Linked DNA regions of Muntiacus reevesi: region 2 is linked to region 1. Evidence: chromatin contacts called from public Hi-C data. All regions are on one chromosome and are shown on one strand. Each heading gives the region's core, a stretch centred on a gene start, on an enhancer-like site or on the middle of the called end of the contact. The rest is flanking DNA. Distances are from core to core; before and after follow the strand shown.

Region 1 (7,232 bases), core at 459-2,958:
TCAACAAAATGTCATGTAAACTGAAAATGTACCAACAAACCTTCACACATTACACACAACAGCAACTGAAACACTTCCCAACTATTACCTACAAAACAGCAAACTGAGTTACTCATCAAGGACAACATGCTCTGAATTCCTATAGTGCTCCTGAAATTTCAGGGAAAACACCAGATGCTCATTAAAGGGGAAAAAAAAATTTAGCTTTGGTTATAGTTCCCTCCAAAGGCCTCCAACAAAAATATTAACTAAATCTAATTATGAATATAAATAGCACTACATTAAGGTTAAAAGTTATATTCTGTAATATTCATTACAAACTTTTGTGTTCCAAAACCAAAGATTTTGCAGAAAATGCATTTTAAATCTTTTGAAAATAACTGCTATTCTGTAGTTAAAGTCCTTCTGGGTGCTCTTTGATTAAAATTGAATTCATAACATCAGCTAACATTTACTAGGCACTTATTTTTTGCCAATCACCATTCCACGAATTAGGCTTACAGCAACCTTAAGAAGCTCTTATGATCCCCATTTTATATTAAGAATTAAGTTTCTGAACTGCCAAGAATTATCGCAGTGGTGTCCATGTGGTTGTTTTCCCCCACTAGTTATATGAAAGGCAACTGATTGGACACTTAGGCTTCACTTCAGCAAAAGACAAAAACCAATGTGAATTATGACGTTCAGAGCTTAAAAAGTCTGCAAGTCTTCAGAGAGCAGCCAGTTTGCAGGGAGGCGAACAGCAGAGCACGTTCAAAGGGCTCTACCGTCTGACGGCTTCGGCGGCCTAGCTGTGTCAGGTTGTTTTCAGGCTCTTCACCTGAAACACCACCTTCCAGAGCGAAGACAAGAGTCCCCAGACAGCCGGGCTCCCCGGGCCGCCGCCTCCCTCCATTACCCGGCTCGGGGAGCCGGGGTGGGCGGAGCTCCCCGAATTCACACCTGCCAGAGGCCCAGGTTCCTCCTCGGGGAACACAGGAGCCACCCGCAGCAGCTCCGACCGGCCAGTAGGCAGGCCCACCGGCCCGCGCGCATCCCTACTGCCTCTTCCCCGAACCCGGCCCGACTCCGGCTGCGGACACCCCACCCGGCTGCCGGGACAGGGCAGAGGCGCCGCGGCCTCCGGGCCGCTCTCGCGGCGCCATCTTGAGAAGGGAACGGGGTGACACCCGCCGCTCCCTCGGCCGGTCGCCAAACCCTGGCCTCCGGGGCCCCTTCAGAGGGCCACCGGAGCCGCCGGGCCGAGACACCACGTCCGGCGGCTCTCCGGTTCGGGGCTCCGGCGCGAGCAGGAAGGCTGGGGGCCCCTGTGACGGTGGGGCCCGCGGACCACCGGGGCTCTGACCCGCTTCGCGGGCGGAAGGCCGGCGGGGCTACCTGGGCTCGCAGCGCGCTAAGCCGCGGCGCCGAAGCTCCGGCTGCAGGTTCCAGGCGTAGCCCAAGCGGGGCCTGAAGCGGCGGCGGCGCGTCCTCCAGTCGCGCCGCTCCCCTCAGACTGGACGGTGCGGGGATCTCGCCGCGGTGCCGCCCCCGTCGGGCTCCGTCCCCGCCTCTCTCCGCTCCGCCTTCCTCTTTCCTTTCTCCTCCTCCTCCTCCGCAGCCGCCGCCCGGCGCTCGAGCTCCCACTGATTCTTCCTCCTCCTCCCTCCTCCCCTCAGGCCCGCCGCCGGCGCCTCCGCAAACCAAAACACAAACACTCCAGTCTCAGCGCGAAAGCCACTTCCGCCGCCGGGCGCCGGCCTCGCCGCCACGTCGCCGCACGTAGCGAGGCGCGCCCCTCCGTCACTTCCGCCGTCGCCCGCCCGCCCGCTCCGTCCGCGCCCCCGCCGGCTCCCAGAGCCCTTCCTGGCGGGGCGGGGCCGCATGGGGTCACGTGACCCCCGCCCGCCGTGGGGCGGGTCCAGCCGCGGGCCACCTCCCAGCCCCTGCGGCCCCTGCGCGCGCAGCCCCGCCCTCGCCCGCACCATTGTTCGCCTGGCGGCTTGGGGCGCCTTCAGGCCGAGGGCTGGGAACGGCAGCGAGGGGTTCTTTAGCTGCTCTGCTCTCGGGGGCACCCTGGAGAGTTCGGGCCGACGTAGGGCTGTCACTGTTGGCGCGGTGTCCCCCGCCCCTTACCCTGCACCACCGACTCTGCTAGCTCGGTAGACTTTTCTGGCAGAGAGAGGCTCCTGACGCGCGACCTTGGGGGTGGATGGGTGGGTGAAGGCTGGTGAGGGGCGTTTACTCCGGGGAGGAGGGTGTGACCCAGAGGCGTCTTTAGGCGGGGAGGTCTTCCCTAATAATCTGCTTCTCCCGAGAGTTTTACCAGTTTGGGGTGGAGAAGGGCACATTATGAAATAATAGGTAGCTTTTACAGAGAATTTCCTGTCATGGGTTAGTGTTTGTACTAAATTCTTCACAGGAATCAATCCATTTTTCTTCCTACGCTAGGAGGCTTTCACTCTGAGACTATTCCAACTTCCTCCATTGGAATATGACCTCCACAGAGTGGTCTCGCTGCTGTCTAGCACAGTGACTGACAGCCTGGAAGTCTTCAGTCCTGTTTGTGGAATTCGTAAATGTGCCCTGCCTGTTTAACTGGTAAAGAATTCAAGACACGGAGATTGTGTAACTTGTCCAGAATCGCGGCGGAGTAGGTGCTGAAATCGTCTTTAAATTGCAGACTGGCTCGGAACCTGAGTTCCTAAGCACAGTTCGGTTAAAGAACCCAAGACATTCATTAGCTTCCTTTGCAGGAAGTTAGAGAACTAACATGTTTGCCAGGAGGGAAGGTTGGAGGGAGGGGATAGGGAGTTTGGAATGGACATGTACACACTGCTGTATTTTATTTTATTTTATTTTTTATTAGTTGGAGGCTAATTACTTCACAACATTTCAGTGGGTTTTCTCATACATTGATATGAATCAGCCATAGAGTTACACGTATTCCCCATCCCGATCCCCCCTCCCACCTCCCGATTCCTCTGGGTCTTCCCAGTGCACCAGGCCCGAGCACTTGTCTCATGCATCCCACCTGGGCTGGTGATCTCTTTCACCATAGATAATATACATGCTGTTCTTTCAAAACATCCCACCCTCACCTTCTCCCACAGAGTTCAAAAGTCTGTTCTGTACTTCTGTGTCTCTTTTTCTGTTTTGCATATAGTGTCTTTCTAAATTCCGTATATATGTGTTAGTATGCTGTACTGGTCTTTATCTTTCTGGCTTACTTCACTCTGTATAATGGGCTCCAGTTTCATCCATCTCATTAGAACTGATTCAAATGAATTCTTTTTAACGGCTGAGTAATATTCCATGGTGTATATGTATCACAGCTTCCTTATCCATTCATCTGCTGATGGGCATCTAGGCTGCTTCCATGTCCTGGCTATTACTGCTGTATTTTAAACGCATAACCAACAAGCACCTACTGTGTAGTCCAGGGAGCTCTGCTCAATGTAAAATGCAGCCCCGCTAGGAGGGGAGTTGGAGGAGAATGTGTGTTCGCCATTGAGTGCTGTCAGGCTTTTTGAAACGCCAGGGACTGTAACCTGCCAGGCTTCTCTCCATGGAATGTTCCAGGCAAGGGTACTGGAGAAGGTTGCCATTTCCTACTCCAGGGTCTCTTCTGGACCCGGGGATCAAATACGAATTTCTTGCATCTCCTGCATTGGCAGGTGGATTCTTCACCACTGTGACACCTGAGAAGCCACTCAGGGGAGAATGGATACACATATTTGTATGGCTGAGTCCCACTTGAAACTATCACAAACAATGTTAATTGGCAATACTCCAATATAAAATAAAAAGTTAAAAACTGTTTCACTACAATCTCAGACACCAGGCAGTCTGGGCATCTGAAACCAAACAAAACAAAAATCCTTTTGGAATTTGGTAGAGTGTTAAATTGATTTTTCCTCAGGCTGAGGGATGTTTTTTTCAGTTTGCTGTTTATTATTTATAGCCCTGTTGTGAGGTCATCAGTATTGATTGCCTGACAGCTGGGATTAAGTACAAATCTTGCTTCAGTGCCACCTGTATTCTGAATTGGTAGTTTAGGGTCAGGATATGTACGATGTAAGCATTCTATTATAAAATGTGTGGTACTTGACAGATATAGAACTCCCTTATGTATTGATTTTTAAGGAAAATAAGATGAAAGTATTTTTATTTTTATTTATTTATTTTTTTTAATATTATTTTATTAGTTGGAGGCCAATCACTTCACAACATTTCAGTGGGTTTTGTCATACATTGATATGAATCAGCCATAGAGTTACACGTATTCCCCATCCCTATCCCCCTTCCCACCTCCCTCTCCACCCGACTCCTCAGGGTCCTCCCAGTGCACCAGGCCCGAGCACTTGACTCATGCATCCCACCTGGGCTGGTGGTCTGTTTCACCATAGATAATATATACGCTGTTCTTTCAAAACATCCCACCCTCACGTTCTCCCCCAGAGTTCAAAAGTCTGTTCTGTACTTCTGTGTCTCTTTTTCTGTTTTGCATATAGGGTTATCGCTACCATCTATCTAAATTCCGTATATATGTGTTAGTATACTGTAATGTTCTTTATCTTTCTGGCTTACTTCACTCTGTATAATGGGCTCCAGTTTCATCCATCTCATTAGAACTGATTCAAATGAATTCTTTTTAACGGCTGAATAATATTCCATGGTGTATATGTACCACAGCTTCCTTATCCATTCATCTGCTGATGGGCATCTGGGTTGCTTCCATGTCCTGGCTATTATAAGGATGAAAGTATTTTTAAATAAAAGTTCAAGTCACTCACGTTCCAAAGTTAGCACCACTGTGTTCATTTTTATGCCATCCACACGTTTCACATTTTAATTTTGTCATTAGTTTGTTCTTGTGAATCAAAATTCAAATGATTTATGTTGAAAAGTCTCACTCCTGTCTTCTGACTACTTAGTTCTTTTTCCAGTTCTTTTCCCCAGAGGTAGCGTTAACTTTGTTTTTGCAAAGTTACTGTTATATTCAACTTTATATATTTTCTCCATTTTATGCAATTTAAAACATATCAGACTCACTCTTATATACTTTTTTCTCTTTATTACTGTCCCAGTTATCTATTGTTCAGAAACAAATGACTCCAAAGCTTAGTCACTTAAAACAATTATTGTCTCTTGGTTTTGGGGGTTGAGTGGGCTTAAGTGATTTTCTGATGTCAGGGCAGGGGGCAATCCTGGGGCTTGCGTCACCTCAGCGTGTCTGGGTGCTCAGCTGGGGCTGTCGGCCAGAATACCTGCATGTGGCCTGCCTCCTGGTCTGGGTTCCTCGCAACATGGCGCTGGGTTCAAGCATGAATGTCCCCAAGATACCAGGCAGAGGCTGGGTGACTTTTTATGAACTACCCCCAGAATTTCACAGAGATAGTATCAGTGATGCTCAAGTCATAGGCTTGTACCGATTTGAGGAAAGAAAGCCAGTGTCATGTTTTAACAAGAATATGCATGAAATCTTGTGGCCATCTTGGAAAATACACTGATTTTTCGAATCATTTTATGAAAAGTTCTCATTTTTCTTGGCTATATCAGCAGTCTATTGAATGAAACATATCAATAGTTTTATCAATTCTAGTTTCAGATTTGCTCAATTTTATATTTTGGGGTGTTAGTGCTGCAGTGATGGTTGAAGCACAAATTGGAATCAAGATTACCAGAAGTATCAATAACCTCAGATAAGCAGATGACACCACCCTTACAGCAGAAAGAGAATAGGAACTAAAGAACCTCTTGATGAAAGTCAAAGAGGAGAGTGAAAAAGTTGGCTTAAAGCTCAACGTTCAAAAAATCTAAGATCATGGCATCCGGTTCCATCACTTCATGGCAAATAGATGGGGAAACAGGGTAAACAGTGACAGATTTTATTTTCTTAGGCTCCAAAATTACCGAGGATGGTGACAGAAGCCATGAAACCAAAGACGCTTGCTTCTTGGAAGCTCCTTGGAAGACAATCTAATACCTAGACAGTGTATTAAAAAGCAGAGACATCGCTTTGCTGGCAGGTCCATATACCCAAACCTATGGCTTTTCCAGTAGTCATGTATGGATGTGAGAGTTGGACCATAAAGGAGGCTGAATGCCAAAGAATTGATGCTTTTGAACTGTGGTGTTGAAGAAGACTCTTGAGAGTCCCTTGGACTGCAAGATCAAACCAGTCCATCCTAAAGGAAAGCAACCCTGAATATTCATTGGAAGGACTGATGCGGAAGCTGAAGCTCCAGTACTCTGGCCACCTGATGTGAAGAGGTGACTCATTGGAAAAGACCCTGATGCTGGGAAAGATTGAAGGCAGGAGGAGAATGGAACGACAGAGGATGACATGGCTGGATGGCATCACTGACTCGATGTACATGAGCTTGAGCAAGCTCCGAGAGGTGTTGAAAGACAGGGAGGCCTGGCATGCTGTGGTCCATGGGGTTACAAAGAGACAGACACCACTGAATAACTGAACAACAAAGTGCTGCAGTGAATAATTTAATATATAGTCACTTCTCATGTATTTCTGTAACAAATTTCTCCAAGTTGATTGCTGTTAAAAGTTCCATACTTTGTAATTCTGATACATTTTTCCACACTGCCCTCCAACCAGCAATGCATGAAATGTCTGTTACTCTATTTTACTAATTCACGGTAGTGTCCTGCTTGTAGATCTTTGCCATTCTTACATACATTGATCTCTGCATTTTTGGGGGTACATTTATGGGGTACATAATAGGGGTAAGGTCAATCATTGTTTCCATTTTCTGTGAACTATAACTTCATGGCATTTTCATATAGAATCATTTGCAGTAATCATACTATTGTATTTGTTTCATTTATTAATGATAAACTCTCTGGATTGTATTCATATTTATTTTAGAGATCCCCTGGAGTAGGAAATGGTAACTCACTCCCATATTCTTGCCTAGAAAATTCCATGGACAGAGGAGCCTGGTGGGCTACAGTTCATGAGATCGCAAAGAGTCAGAAACGACTGACTGACTAAGCATGCACACATGCACGCATGTACTTGGGCTAAGGTACCCTGTAGGTGCTCAGGCAACATTTTGCAATGAAGGTAATTTGAATCCTTGAGCAGCCAGTCTCTCAGATCAGCTCCCCAGTTACTAACCCTGAGAGCATTATGTGTCACGTGTAAATGGTGTCTCTAGCACTTTATCCCCAGGGGTGGTTCCAATGTGGTGTGTTAGTCATAGTGATACCTGTTGAACAGTCCTGGGAAG
Region 2 (7,156 bases), core at 4,353-6,852, 280 kb before region 1:
ACCAATGCTTCCTGGCATCTACCTCCCGAGGCCTGGGGGACAGCTGTGACAGCTGACCTCGGCAAATGTCCTGCAGCAGGGATTGCCAAAATAAATTCCAAACATGCCTGACTGTCTAAAAGTCACTTGCCACTGGTAAATTTTCCTCACACTCTTTAAAAAGAAATTTAAGTAAAATACCACACAGTCTCATGGGACAAGATGGTCAGCATTCCTAATTCCTGCAGTAAGGCCAAACAAAATGACAACTAGAAATCAAATCCCACCATTCAGAATGGGCATCCTCATAAGTTCACAAACAATAAAGGCAGGAAAGAGCCTGGAGGAAAGGGAACACACCTACACTGTCAGTGGGAATGTACATTGGCAACAGACTCTGTAAGCGACAGAATCTGCAGGATAAAAAAAAACAAACAAAACTATTGAGAGGGCTAAATCTAAAATCTGAACTGCTATTTTCATAAAGGAAATATAGAAAATAAGATTTCCACATACAGAAATACAGACCCATATTTCACACAGAAAATACAAAAATCTGATTTTCTTAAATGGAAATATACACCCATAGGAAACACAGAAAATTTTATTTTCATATATGGAAATAGTTAGTTAGTTCAGTCAGTCATGTCTGACTCTTTTCGACCCCATGAGTTGAAGCACGCCAGGCCTCCCTGTCCATCACCATCTCCCAGAGCTTGCTCAAACTCAAGTCCACTGAGTCAGTGATATTATCCAACCATCTCATCCTGTCATCCCCTTCTCATCCCGCCTTCAATCTTTCCCAGCATCAGAGTCTTTTCAAATGAGTCAGCTCTTCACATCAGTTGGTCAAAGTATTGGAGTTTCAGCTTCAACATCAGTTCTTCCAATGAATATTCAGGACTGATTTCCTTTAGGATTGGTTGGATCTCCTCAAGTCTCCTCAAGGGACTCTCAAGAGTCTTCACCAACACCACAGTTAAAAAGCGTCAATTCTGCATTCAGCTTTCTTTATAGTCCAACTCTCACATCCATACATGACTACTGGAAAAACCATAGCCTTGACAAGACGGACCTTTGTTGGCAAAGCAATGTCTCTGCTTTTTAATATGCTATCTATGTTGGTCATAAACTTTTCTTCCAAGGAGTAAGTGTCTTTTTATTTCATGGATGCAGTCACCATCTGCTGTGAATTTGGAGCCTCCCAAAATAAAGTCTGTCACTATTTCCATTGTTTCCTCATCTATTTGCCATGAAGTGATGAGACCAGATGCCATGATCTTCGTTTTCTGAATGTTGAGCTTTAAGCCAACTTTTTCACTCTCCTCTTTCACTTTCATCAAGAGGTTCTTTAGTTTTTCACTTTCTGCCATAAGGGTGGTGTCATCTGCATATCTGAGGTTATTGATATTTCTCCCTGCAATCTTGATTCCAGCTTGTGCTTCCTCCAGCCCAGCGTTTCTCATGATGTACTCTGCATATAAATTAAATAAGCATGGTGACAATATAAAGCCTTGATGTACTTCTTTTCCTATTTGGAACCAGTCTGTTGTTGCATATCCAGTTCTAACTGTTGTTTCCTGACCTGCATACAGATTTCTCAAGAGGAAGCTCAGGTGGTCTGGTATGCCCATCTGTTGAAGAATTTTCCACAGTTTATTGTGATCCACACAGTCAAAGGCTTTGGCATAGTCAGTAAAGCAAAAATAGATGTTTCTCTGGAACTCTCTTGCTTTTCGATGATCCAGCAGATGCTGGCAATTTGATCTCTGGTTCCTCTGCCTTTTCTAAAACCAGCTTGAACATCTGGAAGTTCACAGTTCATGTATTGTTGAAGCCTGGCTTGGAGAATTTTGAGCATTACTTTGCTAGCATGTGAGATGAGTGCAGTTGTGCATTAGTTTGAGCATTCTTTGGCATTGCCTTTCTTTGGGATTGGAATGAAAACTGACCTTTTCCAGTCCCATGGCCACTGCTGAGTTTTCCTAATTTGCTGGCATATTGAGTGCAGCACTTTCACAACATCATCTTTTAGGATTTGAAATAGCTCAACTGAAAAAAAAAAAAAAAAAAGAAATAGCTCAACTGGAATTCCATCACCTCCACTAGCTTTGTTCGTAGTGATGCTTCCTAAGGCCCACTTGACTTCACATTCCAGGATGTCTGGCTTTAGGTGAGTGATCATACCATCATGATTATCTAGATCAAAAAGATCTTTTTTTGTACAGATCTTCCGTGTATTCTTGCCATCTCCTCTTCATATCTTCTGCTTCTGTTAGATCCCTACCATTTCTGTCCTTTATTGTGCTCATCTTTGCATGAAATATTCCCTTGGTATCTCTGATTTTCTTGCAGAGATCTATAATCTTTCCCATTCTATTGCTTTCTTCTATTTTTTTTTACTGTTTTTTTTTTATCATTTATTTTTATTAGTTGGAGGCTAATTACTTTACAATATTGTAGTGGTTTTTGTCATACATTGACATGAATCAGCCATGGATTTACATGTATTCCCCATCCCGATCCCCCCTCCCACCTCCCTCTCTACCCGATCCCTCTAGGTCTTCCCAGTGCACCAGGCCCAAGCACTTGTCTCATGCACCCAACCTGGGCTGGTGATCTGTTTCACCATAGATAATATACATGTTTCGATGCTGTTCTCTCGAAACATCCCACCCTCGCCTTCTCCCACAGAGTCCAAAAGTCTGTTCTGTACATCTGTGTCTCTTTTTCTGTTTTGCATATAGGGTTATCTTTACCATCTTTCTAAATTCTATAAATAAGTGTTAGTATACTGTAACGGTCTTTATCTTTCTGGCTTACTTCACTCTGTATAATGGGCTCCAGTTTCATCCATCTCATTCGAACTGGATCATTTCTTTGCAACGATCACTGAGGAAGACTTTCTTATCTCTCCTTGGTATTCTTTGGAACTCTGTATTTAAATGGGTATACCTTTCCTTTTCTCCTTTGCCTTTTGCTTTTCTTCTTTTCACAGCTGTTTGTAAGGCCTCCTCATACAACCATTTTGCTTTTTTGCATTTCTTTTTCTTGGGGATGGTCTTGATCCCTGCCTCCTGTACAAAGTCACAAACTTCCATATGTAGTTCTTCAGGCACTCAGTCTATCAGATCTAATCCCTAGAATTTATTTGTCACTTCCACTGTATAATCATAAGGGATTTGATTTAGGTCATACCTGAATGGTCTAGTGGTTTTCCCTACTTTCTTTAAGTCTGAATTTTGCTATAAGGAGTTCATGACCTGACCCACAGTCAGCTACCGGTCTTTCCCATTCTATTCAGCCTAAACTCTCTCACCCAATAAAAAATCCCACTGTACTGGTTCCTTTACCAGTGTTGACACAGCCCACCCCAGAATAAAATCTTCCTTATTTTGCTTTGCTGAGGAAAATTCAATTAAGAATTAAGAAGAAAAGAGGGAATTTTTATTGGAGCCATACTGAGGATTATAGACTTGGAAGCAGATTCTCAGAAAGCTCTGAGTCTGTTCTGCCTGTTAGAAATTGAGGGCATGGTCATATACATTTTTGAGACAAAGGATCATGCCTCAAAATAATACACTGATATTTTACAGAAAGTTCACCAAAGATACATAGCCAGGTAAACTCAAACATAGCAAGCAGCAAGTCACCACTGCCTCCTACAGAGCCAGAAAAGAACACTATTCTTTTAACAAGTTAAATCTACCCTGAATATTCATTGGAAGGACTGATGCTGAAGCTGAAGCTCCAATACTTTGGCCATTTGATTCCAAGAGCTGACTCCTTGGAGAAGACCCTGATGCTGGGACACATTGAGGGCAGAGGGAGAAGCAGGCATCAGAGGACTAGACGGTTGGATGGCATCACTGACTCAATGGACATGAGTTTGAGCAAACTCGGAGAGATAGTGAAGGACAAGGAAGCCTGGGGTGCTGCAGTCCATGGGGTCGCAAACAGACATAACTTAGTGACTGAAAGTGAAAGTGAAGTCTCTCAGTCGTGTCCTACTCTTTGCGATCCCAAGGACTGTAGCCTACCAGGTTCCTCCATCCATGGGATTTTCCAGGCAAGAATACTGGAGTGGGTTGCCATTTCCTTCTCCAGGGGATCTTCCTGACCCAGGGATACAAGTCTCCCACATTGTAGGCAGACTCTTTACCGTCTGAGCCACCAGCGAAGTCCAGCTTAGGGACTAAATAACAACAATTGCTAGCTTCAAAAGAAAAGGAAAAAAAGGCAATATTGTGGTTGAGCAGGCAATCTCATCTTTGAGGAGCTCTGGTTAATGTGCATGCAAACTCACAGGCACATTATGGAGGGAGAAGGCCCAAACAAACACAGATAATTTTATGTTTACAAATTTTATTTTACCAGCTTTAACAAATGTCACTGACATTTCTTCTTTAACACTATTTCCTGACATTTTCTGACAACATTATTTTCCAACAACATTTCCAACAAAGGTCCATCTAATCAAAGCTGTGGTTTATCCAATAGTCATGTATGGATGTGAGAGTTAGACCATAAAGAAAGCTGAGTGCCAAAGAATTGATATTTTTGAACTGTGGTGTTGGAGAAGACTCTTGAGAGTCTTTTGGACAGCAAGGAGATCCAACCACTCAATCCTAAAGGAAAGCAGTCCTGAATAGTCATTGGAAGGACTGATGCTGAAGCTCCAATACTTTGGTCACCTGATTCAAAGAACTGACTGGAAAAGACTCTGATGCTGGGAAAGACTGAAAGCAGGAGGAGCAGGGGACGACAGAGGATGAGATGGTTGATGGCATCACCAACTCAATAAACATGAGTTTGAGCAAGCTCCCGCAGTCGATGATGGACAGGGAGGCCTGGCATGCTGCAGTCCATGGGGTCGCAAAGGGTCGGACACGACTGAGCAACTGAACTGAACACTATTTCAGATGGCCGTGGGAATAAGGTCAATGTGAAAATACCGTATATTTAGAAATTAATGACTTGAATTAGGAGATTGTCCACACTATCATGGACATGATATGAAGTCCCCGGTGATGAGCCCAGGGCTCGTGCTGCCTCCCTGGTGAATGGGGACAGAAAGGGAAACCCTGTTCCTTTTGGTTTCCATCGCCAGCTCAGACCATTTCGAGCGCAGGGAGGGCAGGAACCGCAGGACCCAGCTGGGCCCAGCCAGGTCCCCGCCTGAGGCCGAGTCCTCACGGGAGTCTCCAGGAGCGAGAGGTGATTTCAACGTAACCCGTTTTCCACACGGTAACAGGGAAACATCCCAGCATTCACTAGGAAAGGCCTCACAACTGTCAGCTCCGATCTGGAGTAGCTCGAAACACTTGATCCCGAAGCCAGGAGGAAGCAGCCCCACCGCCCGCACAGCCAAAGACAGAAGACTGAGGTGTGTCAGCCCGCACCTGCGGATCAGGAACCGGCGGAGGGCAGGACGGGAAGGCTCGGCCGGAGGGCTCCAACCGCGCACGTAATGTTCACCGAGAGGACACGCCCCACGCCGCTCCAGCCTCCCTCCGCGCTCAGGACACGCCCACCCTGGGCGAGGCCTTCCGAGACTCCGCCCCACCCCGGCCCCACCGCCCCCTGACTAAGGCCACGCCCCCTTACGTAATTGCCCGCGGACCCGGAAGCGGATGTCGGGAGCGCAGGGCCTCTAGGGTGAGTGTGGTCCTGGGCACTTCTCGCGCTCCTCGGCTCCGCCCCACCTCTTCCTTCACACCAGGGCCCGAGTCCCTGCCGACGTCACAGACCCGCTCTCGCGCCGCTGGCCTGGAGACCCCTGAGACTCGCGATGCCGGGAGCTCCGCTGCCGGGTTCGAGTCGCGTCCGTTTCCGGATCCGGGGCCATTCCGGTCCGGCCTTCCGGCCTACGGTCTCTTCACGGGGTCCCGCCCCGAACCACGCTGTGTCAGGTCTCCACTCGCAACGTGAGCTCTCGCCCTCTGCGCCCCCCGGGGCCGCCCGGGACTCCGCGCCCTCCCGCGGCCCCGCGAATCCTCAGTCCCCCGTCTTCTCCAGAAGCGGCCCGGCCCCGCCGCTCGCTCCGCAGTCACCGCCTCAGTAAGGCCCCTGAGCCCCCTTGGGGAGGGCATCGGCCCTGTCCAGTGACGCCCCGTGACCTTCTGTCCCAAGTCCTATCTGCCGGCACGGGTATCGCTCCCTCACGGGACAGTGTCCTCCTGAGCAGAGCATCTTTGCTCCATTCCATGGGTGTCGAATGGGGCGGTGAGGCCGAGACTGAACCAGGAGACGGAAGAAGTAAAGGTGAGTGAGGACTTGAAAAGTAGAATAGAGGAGGGAGGGAGGTGGGTGCAGTGGAACTGGAGAGACAAAATACCGGTAAGAAAGGAAAGTGACTGAATAAGAAGCAACGTGTGTGAAGTGAGAAAATTGCTCAGTGTGTCCTACTCTTTGCGACCCCTTGGACTGTACAGATTCTCCCATGGGTAACCTTTCTCTTCTCCAGGTGATCTTCCCAACCCAGGGATCGAACTCAGGTCTCCCGCATTGCAAGCGGATTCTTTACCAGCTGACCCACCGCGGAAGCCGTAAGAGGCATTATGGTACATGAAAACAGACAAAAAGGAGATCAGTACGGAGATAGCCAAGGACAGAATGGAGGAGGGGACTTTCACTAGCAGTAGCAGTTGAGAAAAGTAAAAGGATAGGTTCCAGATTCATTCAGTTCAGTTCAGTTCAGTCGGTCGGTCGTCTCTGACTCTTTGCGACCCCATGGACCCCAGCACGCCAGGCCTCCCTGTCCATCACGAACTCCCGGAGTTTCCTCAAACTCATGTCCATGGAGTCGGTGATGCCATCCAACCATCTCATCCTCTAAAATTTTCCAAATTACTTTAAGTGTATTGTGTCAGATTCAGATCATGAGACCTCGGTCCTTTTCTTGTCATTATTATGTACTAAAAGTATTCTCTGGTGCTTAGTAAATAATTTGTACACTATTTCGGTGTGCACTTGGTAGGGATATTAATGACTTTTGTCTTAAAAGTCAGTACTAGGTAGTTTAAACAATTGGTCCATTGTTCAACAGCATTCTTTCTTCTGTATGTGAGTTTTTAATTTATTGGTCTGTGAGCTACAGTTTTCAACTACGCATATGCTCTCTTCAAATTTCCTTTATTTTTTTGTTTGTTTGGGAAATATTGAACGATAGACTGAA

What was found. Hi-C and Micro-C count contacts between places; a contact is called where the count stands out from the background.
Region 2: a Hi-C map of blood shows a contact between it and region 1, with 2.3 times the contacts expected there. The contact joins the promoter of ZNF596 here to the promoter of RAB5A in region 1. A contact is called at or near these places in 2 of 3 Hi-C or Micro-C datasets (blood and muscle).

Annotation. Positions count from the first base shown.
Region 1 is chr8:36,012,959-36,020,190 of mMunRee1.1, reverse strand. RAB5A (RAB5A, member RAS oncogene family) reads right to left here and starts at 1,708. Exons shown (of 6, transcript XM_065942929.1): 1 at 1,378-1,708.
Region 2 is chr8:36,292,557-36,299,712 of mMunRee1.1, reverse strand. ZNF596 (zinc finger protein 596) reads left to right here and starts at 5,602. Exons shown (of 9, transcript XM_065942599.1): 1 at 5,602-6,243; 2 at 6,446-6,542.